Linked DNA regions of Sus scrofa: region 2 is linked to region 1. The links are chromatin contacts, called in public Hi-C maps. All regions are on one chromosome and are shown on one strand. Each heading gives the region's core, a stretch centred on a gene start, on an enhancer-like site or on the middle of the called end of the contact. The rest is flanking DNA. Distances are from core to core; before and after follow the strand shown. Region 1 has its middle 110 kb from the start of SIRPA. Region 2 holds the start of LOC100739707 (signal-regulatory protein beta-1-like).

Region 1 (7,806 bases), core at 3,454-5,953:
CCCCAGGGGCACCTGGTTCTCATCCTTTCTGGGTGGCCTCCTTCCCTGTCTCGTTCACTCCATCTCTTATCCCAGCCTCTCTGGATCATCCCCCCACCACCTGCAACCCAAGTCCTAGTTTCAGATTCTACTTTCAAGGGAACTCAAATAAAGACACTGGAAAAGTTATTTCCCCGATGGGAACCCAAACCTGAGATGCAGGCCGTGTTGAGCAGGGAAGGTTTAGAGGTGGGTGTACTTTGCAAATAATCCATTCATTGTGAATATTTTATTATCTATAATTTTTGCTCCTGTACACAATTGTCCTAAGGTCAGGGAATCATATAAAAATACTCAGAGAAGCACGACTCCCTGCATTATCATTTTCCTATTCTGCAGTCAGAGATTCAAGGCTGGGAGAACTGACGTCACGAGCGAGAGGTCTCACGGCTGGTGACCAGCAGAGTCGGAGCCTGAATTCATCTCAAAGGTCTCTCATTCTCCAGCTTCACACCCTTGGGCAGCCTTCACTTTTCACACCCTCAGCTTCCTTCTATCAACCACGATTGGGATAAACAGTACAGGGCAGCTTATACATGAATCCATTCACGCAAATGTGTATGCTGGCTGTGTGCTGTGCTCATTTGAGTCACCAATTTTATCCATGTAAAATGATGTGTTTCCTTCCAAGACAATAGCAAAAAGAAATTGAGGAAAATAGTTTGTAAACTCTAAAGTCCTATAAAAATGTAGGGATTCATTTTACTGCTGTGCCACTTTGGATAATTCACTTGCCTTCTCTGGGCTTCTGAGTTGTCGTAAACAGTGAGGTGATCACTAAGATTCCTTCTCGGCATGATATGAAGGAATTTCACGTCATGTAATTTACAGACCTGTCAAGCCTTGATTCAGGTCAAGAAAATCATAGTCAACAAAAAACATATGAAAAATCAGGTCATTACCCAGACGTGAGTGATGATCTAAAGACAGCGTTGCATGTAAAATTTAGAAGTTTTCTACCCAATATTCTGTGATAATCTATGTGGGAAAAGAACATGAATGAGAATAGGTGGGTGTCCATGTATAACTGAATCGCTTTGTGGTGCAGCAGAAATTATCACAACATCGTAAATTGACGAGACTTCAGTAAAACTTTAAAAAATGAAGACAGATAAAATTTAGAAGTTTGCAAAGTCCTTTAAATCCTCTTCATATACAAAAAAAGTGTAATAATAAAATTAAATTCCCAGAAGATATTTTGCTTCCATTTTCCAGGTGAAGAAACTGAGTTCCAAAGGGTGATGTGTATAACAATGATGACTAATAATAATTGCCACTAATTTGAGGTTGCTGTGAACAAGGTACGTGTTAATTCCTTTACCAGTATCGTTTCCCTGGAAGCCTGCCACAACCAAGTGAGGGGTGTCCGATTTTTCAGTGGAGGAAATTGAGGCTCAGAGACCTCAGAGCCTGACTCTGTGCTAAACTGTCTGAACAAAATGAAGGTCCTTACAATGGAGGTACTGGTCCAGGTGGATGGTTTTCCAGAAAACCACTGTGGATCCGTGCTGAACTTGACAGAGGTTGAGGGAAGGCCTCAGCAGCCTGCGGCAGGACAAGCACGCTGCTGGTCACATTGCATGAGTCTCCGCTGAGGTGGACGCTGATCTGGGTCTTTAACAGCTTGTGGTCGTTTTTAAGCCAGGTCCCAGTGAGCGGACCTGTGGGGAATCCAGAGGATGTGAACTTGAGCTGGATGTGTGTGCCGGCTCCGATCGCTGCAAGGGGCCTTGCAATGTGTGAGAGAAGATACTCCTGCCTGTAGGAGAGACGCGCCCGTGAGAGGACACGGAGGAGCCCAAACTCAGAGCGAGAAAATCCTTAGCATCTCTATTGAGAAGCTCCTTCACCCCCCTCTTCCACAGGCTTTTAAAGGTTACATTCTGACAATTATGAAGCTGGTATTAGAGGCCAGACCATGAAATTAAGGGACCGCAGAGGTTTGTAAGGAGCCCTGACTCCCCCAACCCACACCTCACAACCCTGCTTACTGACCTGAGACCTCCTGCAACCTTAGGAGGAGGGAGCGCCTCTATCCCATTTCACAGATGAAGAAACTGAGGCTCAGACAACCTAGGTGACTTGTCCTAAGTCTGCAACTAGTCAGCAGAGCAGGTGTTCTTAGCCAGGTACTCGGAGTCCAAGGTCCATGTCCAGTGACCAGGCTCTGTTCTGCCCTTGTCCCTGGACAGGGAAGGGCATCTCACTGCTCCCAGAACAGGTCACATGAAGGCAGGTGGCACAGAGAAAGGATAAGAGCACAGCCTTTGGGGTCAGGCTCAGCCCAAGTGTGCTTTTGCCAGCCCCTCACTGCATAAGCCTGAGCAACTCAATTCTCTAAGCCTCAGTTTCCTCATCTGTAAAATGAGGATGAGCCTTAATTCTCAGAGTTAATTAATAAATTATGTAAAATAATTAGTAAAGAATATGAGGCACGTGGTTATCACTCTAAATGGTAACTGTTGTCATCATATACTCACAACCATCTAGGGAATTATTATTAGTCATATTTCTCGTGTTAGAGGAAAAAAAGCCTCCTGGAGGGTGTCACTTTCCAACCCAGGAATTCTGACTCCAGTCAAGGGCTCTTCCTGTTACACCACAGCTGCCTCTGCTTCTTCATAGCTGTCCCCTTAACGATCAGTGAATTTTCCTGCTTTCAACCCAGCTCTGGGCTGGCCACTATGGAGACTGTATGTGGGCATCACAAAGCACCCACTGTTGCCCCATTGTCTGGGCACCAAGCTGGGTCAAGGAAAAGGAGTCTCCACCTGGTCCCCACGAGGTGGGCATAAAACTGTCATTGCACAGATGGGAAAACTGAGCTCAGGAAGGGGCAGTGCTTTGCTGAGGTCTCAGGAGGCCCGTGGCAGCCCTGCCAGGTGACACTGATCTGTTGGACTCCAATATTTAGCCACCTCCAAACATAAGAGCCTGTGTGTGCTTCAAGGCCGTGAGGGTCTCAGCACAGAGGAGAGGGGTAAAGTTTAAGCCTCTGGGAGTTCCCATCTTGGCACAGTGGAAACGAATCTGACTAGGAACCATGAGGTTGCGGGTTTGATCCCTGGCTTTGCTCAGTGGGTTAAGGATCTGGTGTTGCTGTGAGCTGTGGTGTAGGTTGCAGACAAGGGTCAGATCCTGTGTTGCTGTGGCTGTGGTGTAGGCTGGCAGCTGTAGCTCCAATTGGACCCCTAGACTGGGAACCTCCATATGCTGCAGGTGCGACCCTGAAAGGCCAAAAAAAAAAAAAAATGAGCCTCTGATCAGGACTTGCAGGAGACCCCATAGTTTCAGGACCAGCTGTGAGAACTGAATGTGCGGGCAGACATGACAGTTCAGGAAGAGAAAAATATCAGATATGGAGTATTTAAGAGGGAAATTTGAGAAAGACGTGAGATAACACTGAGATTTATATTCTTAGGCAGGGTGAAGGGAAAATTTCAGAAGATACACTGAGGAGTTCCCATTGTGGCTCAGTGGGTTAAGGACCTGACATTGTCTCTGTGAGGATGGGGGTTCGACTCCTTGCCTTGCTGAGTTGGTTAAGGATCTGGCACTGTAGAAGCTGTGGCATAGGTCGCAAATGAGCCTCAAATCTGACCCATATGCTGCAGGTTCAGCCATAAAAAAAAAAAGGGGGAGAAAAAGAAAAGAAAATACATTGAATTTGTGGGGAGACAGTCCTGCCCTCAGTCCCAGCTCTGCTATTTGAGACCCCTGAGACCTTGGTCCCTCTGCTGCGGTTCCAGCTGTCGTATATCAGGTAACATACGTGAGGACACCTGGTACACAGCAAGTGCTACAGGTGTCAGCCGACATGAGCAGAGTATAGAGGTGTGTAAGTGTGTAAGGAGTGGACCTGAGGAAGGGTTTAGAGCTCACACTGAGGAGCTGTAAATGCAAAGGTACATTAGCACCACGCAGAAGGGAGCCTGATACCAGAAGAGGAAGCTGCCCTTCCCCACTGCAGACCACAGGGCACACCAAACACCTGCACAGGGTGTGGGAGAATCAGAGCGATGCTCACAGGGTGGGGTGCGGCGGGGGTGGGGGTGGGTTACCTTGCAGCAGGGGGCAGGATACAGGTTTGCAGGTGAAAGAGAAAATAAGACAGGAGAGGAACAAACTCGGCGTGAGTCAGTAAAGAAATAACGTAAGTTGCTTCTGGTCAGAAAGGACCAGTTTGGAGTTTTTCACCCAGATCTGTATAGCCCACTTTATGGATCTTTTTTAAATTTTGGCCGGACAAAGAAAAAAAAAAAAAAGACAGTGAGAAGTTGCAAGGGGATGGGGTCATTTGCCCAAGAATTCTTAGAGCAGGCGGATAAAGGCCACTTCTTTCCGGGAGAGTGTGAATGCAGCAGCAATGCCCCTGTTGGGAATTCATGTGGTTTTGCAGCCCAGCATCCTGTCTACCCTTTCCCAGGTAGTAGCTCACGGCAGCTGACAGGGCCAGTAGGGAGCTGTCCTATCCCACCTCCTATGGTTCTGGAGAGCTGTCAGTGCACATTCTGGCTCGCCCTTGGCTGGTCCAGGCCTGGCCAGTTCTAATGCTCCCTTCTCTCCTCCTTCCCTTCCCTCCCCATCTCATCTCTTCTGGCTCAGTCATTCCTTCTCCCAAGCTGATTCCTGCAGAACCGAGGAAAGCAGGTCTTTCCGCAAAGTCTGAACTGCTGGTGGACAGCTCCCCCTAGTGGAGAATGTCATCTAGGACACAAAAGGTAGCTAGGTAGGGAAGAGGAGGTAGATTTGGATGGGGTGAGAGAGAGAAAAAGAAAATGAGGGGCAAGGGAGAGGAGAAGAGAGAAAAAAGAGGTGTGTGTGAGAGAGAAACCCCCGGTAGAGAGAATACAAATCTTGCACCTGCACCTTCCCTGCTTCCCAGGTAATCCTGTCAGGAATTCTAGCCTCTCCAGGAGTTCCCGTCGTGGCTCAGCGGTAACCAACTCGACTAGTATCCATGAGGTTGCCGGTTCGATCCCTGGCCTTGCTCAGTGGGTTAAGGATCCGGTGTTGCCATGAGCTGTGGTGTCGGTCACAGATGGGGCTCGGATCTGGCATTGCTGTGGCTGTGGTGTAGGCTGGCAGTTGTAGCTCCAATTCGACCCCTAGTCTGGGAACTTCCATATGCCGCAGATATGGCTCTAAAAAAGCAAAAAAAGAAAAGGAAAAAAAAAAAAAAAAAAGAATTCTGGCCTCTCTTGAAAAACGCCTTCTAGAAACTGCCCTGAACCAGTCTTGATTGATTAAAGCCTTCCTAGAAGGGATTCGGTGGCCCAGCTGTCCTTATAGTCTGCCTTTTCCCCAAGCCAAGTATGAAGGTAGAGAAATTTCAACCAGAAGAGTGCATGGAATTGGGAAAAGAAGTCCCACACTTTCTTCTTGAGAAGGATGTGGAGGAGGGAGGAATGGAATTTGGGGTGAGTGCCTGAGAGTTTTATCAGCAGCCCAGGGCGTCCTCCCTTCCTTCACCCTGAACCCTTGGTTTCCTGAGTCCTGACCTACTTCTGTCTGCACTCCAGGCAGGTGGCCTGTGTTTTCACCCCTGACCCTCCCAGCCATGCTGCCCAGAGGGGTTGGTGAGAGGCTGCACCCATCTTTCCCCAGCCTGGGCACCTGAGCCCGCAGGGTGATGTTGGCCTGGACTGGGGGCTGCTTATCCTGGACCACCCAGCAGGCAAACTTGCTCTCATCCAGCCTGGCCTCTGCCTGCCAGTAGGTCCCATCTGGGTTTCTGGTGACCTGGGGGGACTCCATGGTCTGAACTTTGTGCCTGTTCTCCATCCAGGTGAGGAGCAGGTGAGAGGGATAGAAGCGGCTCAGGTGGCAGGTGAGATTCACTCTCCGATGTACCTGGATTTGCATCCCAGAGGGCTTGGTGGTGATCTTCAGGGTGGGGACAGCTGGACAAAGAAGCAGAAAGGAACATCTATTGAAATTATACCTGCCTGCTTGTCCCTTATGTCCACCTTTCCCAGGACCCCTCCCTAGAGCTCTCGCTCTTCAATCAGTTACCTGTTTTCAAAAAAGTTATATGTTTTCAAAAAATATATATATATATATACATATATATATATACACATATTTTTGGCTGCACCTGCAGCACACAGAAGTTCCCAGCCAGGGATCAAACCCATACCACAGAAGTGCCCGGAGCCATAGCAGTGACAATGCCAGATCCTTAACTGCTAGGCCACCAGGAAGCCCTGGAATAATTTTTTTTTGTATTCTCAATGTAAGGCAAATGGAGCTAAGTGTTAACATTCATTAAATAGGGGTAGCGGGGAGTTTCCATCATGGCTCAGGGGGTTAAGAGCCAGACATAGTGTCCATGAGGAGGTGGGGTTCGATCCCTGGCCTCGTTCAGTGGGTTAAGGATCTGGTGTTGCCACAAGCTGCGGCATATTTCGCAGATGCAGCTTGGATCTGGTGTTGCCACGGCTGTGCTGTAGGCCTGCAGCTGTAGCTCCAATTAGACCCCTAGCCCTGGAACTTCTATATGCTGCAGGTGCGACTGTAAAAAGAAAAATATATGTATATGGGTACGGATACATGAATATCTGCTATATTATTTCCTGTGTGTTTGAAACATTTCATATCATGAAATATTATTTTAAGAATTACAAAATACGATTTCCATGAGAACAGGGACTTAATTTTACTCATCCCTCTATCCCTAGCACCTAGAAGCCTGCCACGCAGTAGATATTCATGGATGCAAGAATTCACTTATGTTGAATAAATAATATGATTTAAAATTTAAAATAATGATATTAATAGAACAAAGATGTCTGGAATGGAAGCTTAGCCCAGACGATAAGAATAAAATCAAGCATCCATAAACAACTTATTGTGTGGCAGTAGCTGCTTTGTAAGAAATTGCTCATTTAATCCTCACACGAAACCTACAAGGTCGGTCTTAATTTTATTCTCATTCTAAGAGGAAACTGAGGCACAAACGAGTTAAATAACTTACCCAAGATCACACAGATTGCGAACTAGAACAGTCAGGATTAAACCCAGACAGTGCGTCTCTGCAACCTGTGTCACTAACAATTCTACCGTGTGACCGGCCACGGCAGGGGGGAATTCCAAGTTCCCCATTGTGAAATGGGGCTTTGGGTCAGACTCTGAGAACCAGCGCTGCCAGGAAAACGATGTCCCCACCCAGCTTCCCGCCCACGAACCTCGGAGAGGGTCATGCCAGGGGCTCCGCCAAGGTCCTATGCATGACTTCTCAGGTCACCTTCGATGTGACGTCTTGGCAGGCCAGGGTCACCCACACCTCTCTGGTGATGGAGTTGTTGCCTTTGTTGTCGGTCACCAGGCACTGAGTTGAGGCTGGATGCTCACCTCTGTCCTTCATCCAGGTGACATGGACATCTGAGGAGCCGAAGGGGCCAGCGGTGCAGTTGGAAGGCACTGAATTCCCAAGGATTGTTCTCCAAGTTGGGCCGGTCAGAGAGATGAAGGGCTGTGAAGCCGGCAAAGAGGTGACAGTGACTGAGCCGTGAGAACCACAGCGCCCCACTCTCCACACTCGGCAGCCTGTACCAGGCGCCCTGGTGCGCCAGGTCCTAGGGCTCACTGTGTGCCCGTGTCTGGTTTCAGCCTCGAGGAGCTTATAAACAGATGCAAACCAGTAAACAAACAAATGTAAAATTATAACTGGACCTCGGTGACTTTGGGGGAACCCAAAGTGTGCAGACAGGAAATGCTTGGAGGCGGGAGTTCCCGTCGTGGCTCAGCAGAAACGAATCTAGCATC
Region 2 (7,806 bases), core at 2,154-4,653, 99 kb before region 1:
AAATATAAAAATTACATATTCTACATAAAAACATGATATTTAGGATTTCCCTGGTGGCCCAGCAGTTAAAGATCTGGAGTTAGCACTGCTGTAGCTTGAGTTCAACCCCTGGCCTAGGAACTTCCATTGTGCCATGGGCGTGGCCAAAAAAAGTGATTATAATTTTCTGCCTCAATAATTCTATTAGTCTTTGTTTCTGTGTAATATATGATTCCGTGCTGTTAAGAATATATTTTTAAGTCTGATTAGTTTTAAAATCCTGAAAACTGACAATATACAGTAATATAACATTTCTTATGTTACAGGTACTCTTCTAAGTACCTAACATTTATAAACACATTTAAATTTATAGTCCTCACAACAAATCCACAAAGTAAGTACAGTTTTTTTCCCCTCTCTTTCATTTATTTATTTATTTATTTTTTTTATTAAAAAATTTTTTACAGCCGCACCTGTGGCATATGGAAGTGCCTGGGCTAGGGGTTGAATCAGAGGTGCCGGTGAGGCCTATGTCACAGCCACAGCTTGTGGCAATGTGAGATCGTTAATCCACTGAGTAAGGCCAGGGATTGAACCCACATCCTCACGGAACTACACTGGGTTCTTAACCCACTGAGCCATGACCAAACTCCTTTCCCTATCTTTTAGAAGAGGATATTGAGGGACAGAGTATTTTAGCAAGTTAATGAAGTCACACAGCTTGTTAATGGCAGAACTAGAAGTTGAACCCAGGCTATTTGGACCTAGAGTCTATACTTTTATCTGCTTTGTTTATAAGTCTTTTTCGTGGCCTTCAAAACCTGCAACATTATAAAGGGTTAGGATTGTACTGATGTGTCCCTGAGATTATGTTTACTCTTCTTTTTCCTGTGACTTCTCACTGTCCCCATCTTTTATCCTCAAACTTGACCCAAGGGCTAACAATGCAGGAACCTTGGGCTAAAAGACTGGAGGTTGTGATTGTTTTAAAACAGAGGTCTGCGATTTCAGAGATCTGGACTTACTACGCACAAACAGCCGGGTGCCTGGCCCAGACCTAAACTCCACGTCCGCAGGGCTCTCTCTCCGGAACTTCACACAGTAGTGGGTCCCGGCGTCTGCTGGGGTGATGTTCCGGATGCGGATGGAAAAGTCCTTGTTGTCTCTCCTTGTGGCATCTGAAGCATTTGTTACTCGGGGGGAGTGGCCCCGAGGATCTCCTTTGAAATCGTAGATTAGCTCCCGGGCTGGTCCTGTCCCCTTGAACCACTTGAAGGGCCCAATGGGGATCAGGGAGGTCGCAGTGCAGGGCAGAGTGGCCGTCTCTCCAGCTGCGACAGACACGGACCTCTCAGGCTGAAGCACCTGCAGCCCCTCCTCACCTGCTGCTCCTGGAGGGAAACACACAGCAGTTCCAAGTCTCCTGCCTGGCCCAGGGGACTTCTCTTGAGCTTTGTTGAAACTGAGAACTTTAAAAAGACACCCAGAACTGGAGCCAAGGGGACGCCTCTGGCCTGGGGAAGCAGGCCGATGTGGGCACATAGCCTGACTCCAGCACTAACAAGCCTGAAGATTCTGAGAAGCCCCTTCCCTTTTATTTGGTTTCCTTTTCTATGAAGCATGATGGATCATTCCCGTTTTTCATGTCTGCTGTGAGTTTTAAATGAAGACACTGGCTTGTCAAGGACCCAGAGTGAATGTTGTAATGCCAGAAACAGTGAGATCATTTTTATGCGTTCATATTTGCATTAACTAAATCCCGGAGGGAATGAGTCAGAGCTTCTATAGAAGCTGGTGTGTGCCACGCATCACTTGAAACACTTGAATATATTAACTAATTTAATATAATTAGTTTCCTTAATTTTCACCATAATCCTGTTAGTAAAGAATTTTTCAACAAGACAACAGGGGCAAAGAGAAGTTACTAAACTTCTTCTTCTTCCTTTTTTTTTTTTTGCTTTTTAGGGCTGCACCATGGCATAGGGAGGTTCCCAGGCTAGGGGTCAAATCAGAGCTATAGCTGCCGGCCTACTCCAGAGCCACAGCAATGCCATATCCGAGCCGCTTCTGCAAACTACACCACAGCTCACGGCAACACCAGATCCCTAACCCACTGAGAAAGACCAGGGATCAAACCTGCAACCTCATGGTTCCTAGTCAGATTTGTTACCACTGTGCCATGACGGGAACTCCTAAACTTCTTACTAAGCTTCTCTGTGTTTCTGCACAATGTCAAACATGTTATAAGTGATGGAACTTGAATTCAAACACTGGCGTATTGGTTTCAAAATATATCTATGCTTTTAACCACTTGTAGGTTGACCTCTCAACTAAGATGATAACACTGCTGGGAAGGGAGGGGTGTCTCACCAGCCTACCTGGGTCTGGGGTCATATCTAGGGAAATGAAAGTGAACAGGCAGGTATAATCCCCATATTAAGAATATAATCCTAAGAATCTGAGATTCTCGGAGACTTAACAGTCTAAAAAGTACCACGTGCCAGTTTTTTCTAATAGTTCTACGTTGCATTTGTAGTTGTGGTCTATCTATCTATCCATCCATTTATCTTCATCTCAGTTTAAGCAGCCCTGATTCCCAGGTTCTATGGTCGTTAGCAGGACAGAAGGCTCACTTGTCACATCTCCACCTCCTCCCTAGGATGGTACCCATTCCTTCAGGTAAAGCCATTGAGGATCATGGATCTTTCACAGGGTGTCAGGGATATGGGAGCTGAGGAGTGACTAGGAACCCCTGTCACTGAGAAATGCCTGGGTGGACTAAATCCTGTCTGGACCTGCACTGGAGAGAAGTAGATCTCTGTAAATAATAAGAATGCTGGGGGAGGGAGTTCCTGTCGTGGCTCAGTGGAAATGGATCTGACTGGCATCCATGAGGGTGGAGGTTCAATCCCTGGCCTCGCTCATTGGGTTAAGGATCTGGCTTTGCCATGAGCTGTGGTATAAGTCGCAGACATGGCTTGGATCTGGTGTTGCTGTGGCTGTGGTGTACCTCCATAGGTGACAGGTGAGGCCCTTAAAAAAAAAAAAAAGAATTCTGGGGGAAATTGTTTAGGATATCCTTGTTGTAAAGGAGAACATTTAGAAAAATATTTTGAAGAGAAAGAGACAGAAAAGAAAGAGGCCTTGGAACAGAGATCCATTGGCCTCGCTGCAGGTGGGGGGATGGTACCATTGCCAAACTCAGGTAAGCATCCTTGCACAGGGGTATCTGAGGGTGGTATTCAAGGCATGGTGCTCACCTGTGAGTCCCAGCAGCAGAGGCAGCATCACGGACGGCAGAGGCAGGTTGGACGGGGAGGCAGGGACAGGCATCTTGGCTCCTGGAACCTGCTCTTTCTGAATGTTGTCCTAGAGAGCCTGGAAACTCTGTGCTCCGCGGTGAGAAGTGAAGCTTCCGTCTCCCTAATATAAGAGGAAGTGACTATGATGGGTGGCAAGGGCTGTGGGATTTTGGCAGTTCCTGCTTCTAGATCATGAAAGAGGAATCAGACACAAAGTAAGAGATTACGGCTCTAAGGGTTTCACAGTCTTGTGGGAGAGTTCAACAGCTGTGCTCGGTGAACTGCACAGCTGCTCAGAAGGAGAGCCCCTGGAAATGAGGCCTCAAGGGAGGGGGGCCCTATTCTTCCCACTTCAGAGATGTCACTGATAAAATTGAGCCACATCTAATGGGAACCCTTGGCTTTGAGAGTGCACTGCAGGGGCTGCGGCTTTGGGTGAGGTTGTGGCTTTAGATCTCTGGAGAGGAAGCGCGGCTGTTGTTGTTTTAGAGGATGGAGGAGGGCTGTGAGGGATGGGGAGAGGCCTCAGCAGGTTCATCTGCAGGGAAAACATTACAACCAGATCACGGCCGGAGGGGAAGGGGAACCTCTTTTGTTTGTCTTGGTCTGGGGCCAGCTCTGGTCAGAAGGAGGGGTTGATCAAGGAAAATTCTTACATCTAGAAAGCGCCTCATCTTTTCTTCTGAGCAGCAACAGTTTGTGTACAAGATTGTGTTCAGAGCCTCTTATCTGTGAGCTACTCCCTTCTATGGGATCCATGCCAGACACTGCTTTCTATGGCTCAGTTACTCTGCTGTCGTCCTTCCAGTAAATGAGTGTATGTTGCTAAGAAGAAGGGGAAGAACAAGAGAGGGAGTCAGAGATAGGATTAGATAGTTCCTTTAAAAAAATGTATTATATATATAATATATATATATATTTTGCTGTGGTGTCCAGTGGCTTGATGTGTGATCTTAGTTCCCAGACCAGGAATTGACCCCAGGTTGCAGTGGTAAAAGTGCTGAGATTAGAGTGTTTTGTCATATGACAAATTCTCTCTTCCCTTGAGAACTTATTCTATTTCCCTCACCTAAGAAAGTTTCCCTGGGGGGACTTTAGATGAAGAACTGGCCAGTGTGGTACCTTTATATCCATCGTTCCAACGACCCTCTCTTTTCAAGAATGAAAGATTGCACTGTCCAGAGCTGACTGCAGCAATATTCCCCTCCCCTCATGCTGTTTGACAGTCTTTCCATGGAGAAGTAGGTAAATATCCAGCCCTGCCCCCCCACCCCATGAATCTGGGCAGGCTTATGATGACAACACAGGTGATATGATGTGACTTCTGAGGCTTGACCATAGAACATCCCTGTCCTACTTTGACACCTTGGGACACTTATTTTTGGAATCTTGCCACCATGCTATGATGAAGTTCAAACTAGCACATACACAAACTGCCTGACAAGGACACATATAGGAGTTTTAGCTGAAAGCCTTGCTAAGGTTCCTGTCAATAGTCAATTCAATCATTACAAGTATGAATGAAGAAACTTTCAGATGATTCCAGCCCCCATTGTCATCCCTAACTGAGTCTTTCCAACTGAGGCCCCAGACAACAGACAGTAGAGAAAGGCCATTCTTGTGCCCTGTCTGAATTCCAGACCCCACAGTTCCATTGATCCTCATGAAGTGGTTGTTTATTGATCTTAGATTTTGGGGTGTTTTGTTATGCAGCAGTAGTAATTAGAATGTCACCTATGACAACCTTGCTCTCCAATCCACTCCTTAGAGCCTATTACCTTCACTGTGTTTGGTGCTCCCTGCCAGCAGGGACTGGCATAACTGCTTTACATCTAAAACAGTAACCTAAGTCCTGAACGAAGCATAGAGTCATTCACTCCGTAAGTCTTTATTAAGTATCTGGCTGGTTCCAACCAGTGTTCTAGACAAGGGGCTATAACAGTGAAAGAAAAAGCCAATCTTTTTGTTTCCAAGGAGCTAACATACATGCGAATGAGGCCATTGAATAATCAAGTACATACATAGAATGTCCAATGGTGAAATTGCTATGAGAGGCATATGTCAGTGTAAAGGGGATGGGAAAGCTAGCCTGGGGGGCAGGGGAGGTCCTAGAGCCTTGAAAATAATATGATATTTGGATAAAAGCTTGAAAGAAGTGAAGGAGTGAGCTCTGCAGAGAATGGGAGAAGATCATTAGGGGAAGAGACGACAGCGAAGGTCAAGGACCCACTGTGGCTGGAGCCCAGCTTTTAAGTGGCAAAGTGGCAGGAGATGAAATCAGAGAGGTTAGGGCAGCTAGAATAGGGGCTCATAGGTCACCATAGACTCCTTTTGGCTTGACTATGAGGTAGGGAGGCATTGGAGGGCACATTGTCTGAAAAGTGATGGGATCCCTCTGGCTGCTTTGAGGAACGTAGCCTGAGGTGTGCAAGGATGGAAGCAGGGAGACCAGAGTTAGGAAATGATTGAATCATCCAGGTGAGTGATAACAGGGACTTAGAACAAGACGGTAGCCTTGGAGGTGGTGGGAAGTGATCAGATTCTGGGTCTATTTTGTATGTAAGATGTAGAGGAGGACTTGGATGTGGAGTATGAGGGAAAAGAGGACCAAGGATCATTCCAAGATTTGGGCACATGTAGTAGATCATCTTATGATGGCTCCCAATGATACTGGAATTCACATCCTTGTGCAACCTCTTTCTCCTGAGTGTGGACTACTCCTAGTGACTCAGCTCCAGGTGAATAGAATACAGCAGCAGTGCTGGGAAGTCATTTCTGTAATGACGTCACAAGAAACCTATGACTGCTGTCTTGCTCTTGCTCTCACCCTCTCATTACTCTGAGGAAAAACAGTTGCCATGGTGTGTGGTGTCCAGGGAGAGATCCATGAGACAGGAACTAACATCCTATGTCATGGCCAGCAAGGCTCCGAGTCCTGTTACTGGCCATGCAGGGGACCTTGGAAGCAGATCCTGTTACCAGCCATGGAGGGGACCTTGGAAGCATTTCCCCAGCCCCTAGGGAAGCCTTGAGTAGATAGCAGCTTTAGTTGACATGATAACCACAGTCATGAGGCTACGAGCCAGTGGACGCAGTTAACTCATACTCAGATACCTGACCCAGATAACCTGTGAGAAAATGTTTGTTGACTTAAGCCACTAAGTTGTGGGGTAATTTTTTTCTGCAGGAATAGAAAACGAATGCAGAATCTCAAGCTTTAAAAGAAGGGTTGGGAAGAATGTGGGAAAATGTCTCTTCCCATTTTGTAGTTTTAAAAACTAGTATCCATGAGGAGGCAGGTTTGATACCCACCCTTGCTCAGTGGGTCAAGTATCTTGCGTTGCTCTGAGCTGTGGTGTAGGTCGCAGACACAGCTTGGATCCCACATTATTGTGACTGTGTCATAGGCCGGCAGCTTTAGCTCTGATTTGACCCCTAGCCTGGGAACTTTTATATGCCTTGGGTGCAGCCCTAAAAGCAAAACCAACCAACCAACCAAACCAAACCAAACCAACAAAAACCCCAAACTGAAAAAATCAAACAAAACAAACAAATAAAAACCAAGTCTTTTAAGCTGGAGAAGTTGTAGACTGGGCCAAGAGGGAGATAGTTGAGCTCATGAAAACTTAGACATGAGAGTGGGACTCAGGACCCCTTGTTCTCCTTCCTATGGAGGTACAATGAGTCCCTCAAGGTCTTCTGTTCAGCTGCTCTAGGTCTTGTCCCGATACCCTTTCTGGGGGCTCTGTGAAGTGCAAAGGAGTATGCGAGGCAGGTGGTCAGTGAGTAGAAGCTCTCTTTACCTGGATGGCTTCCTCTCTATCCTTCTCTCAGGCTGAATTCCTCAGGAAGGAAGAGGGTAGCAGTTCCCACAGTGCAGAGAAGGGATAACTGTGGGGAAACAGGTCCACACATCTACTCAGTCAGTCAGTGCAGCTTTCCTGAGTATATACTCATACCAGTATCTGTGCTCAGTCTGAGGAGGTGTGGGGTGTTGGTATCAGCCCTGTGAGATCAGACACTGCCCCTTCATTGGGTTATAACTTTCTATTGTCTTTGGACACCTGCAAATCCTTGATCAAGCTCCATTCCTCCACTGTCACACTTCAGATGGAGCTACTTACCAGATTCTAGGAATTCCTGGGGAAGTCTTGTGTCCTTCTCATATCTCCGGAAGCACCTTGGTACCATGTGACTCTTTGTATACCTCTTGGACTGACTCCCTCTAACCTTAGCCTACTCATGGATCAGGCTGTGGCCACCACCTTGTCCAACCCCCTTGAGTCTCCTCTCAATTTATGGTTAGGTCCTCTTGTTTCCTGCAGAAGAGCAGTAGACATCTCCATCACTAGCAACACCTAGTTGTGGCCTAGAAGGAGAGCTCCAAATGGAAGGATGGGCAACAGGAGCTATTAGAATGGTGTCCTTGCATTCCCGTCACTGGTGACAACTGTTCCTGCTACAGTGTGTCCTGCCCTGCACAGAAACCTGAAGCAGGAGGCCAGGGAGACACAATACCTCTCAT

The links. Hi-C and Micro-C count contacts between places; a contact is called where the count stands out from the background.
Region 2: a Hi-C map of alveolar macrophages shows a contact between it and region 1, with 2.3 times the contacts expected there. The contact joins the promoter of LOC100739707 here to the enhancer-like site in region 1. A contact is called at or near these places in 1 of 5 promoter capture datasets (liver), 24 of 47 Hi-C or Micro-C datasets (alveolar macrophages, blood, embryonic fibroblasts and 11 more) and 1 of 2 datasets of contacts at active chromatin or transcription factors (alveolar macrophages).

Annotation. Positions count from the first base shown.
Region 1 is chr17:33,716,703-33,724,508 of Sscrofa11.1, reverse strand. No RefSeq gene overlaps it. Among named protein-coding and RNA genes, the nearest start is that of SIRPA, 110 kb to the right of the region's middle. Within about 2 kb of position 4,703, at least 3 of the 83 cell types and tissues checked have an H3K27ac peak or open chromatin away from gene starts, as enhancers often do. A contact at or near this core is called in alveolar macrophages, where this site is marked.
Region 2 is chr17:33,814,348-33,822,153 of Sscrofa11.1, reverse strand. It overlaps LOC100739707 (signal-regulatory protein beta-1-like), which reads right to left and starts at 3,403. Exons shown (of 6, transcript XM_013985186.2): 1 at 3,240-3,403; 2 at 1,005-1,370. The coding sequence starts at 3,312.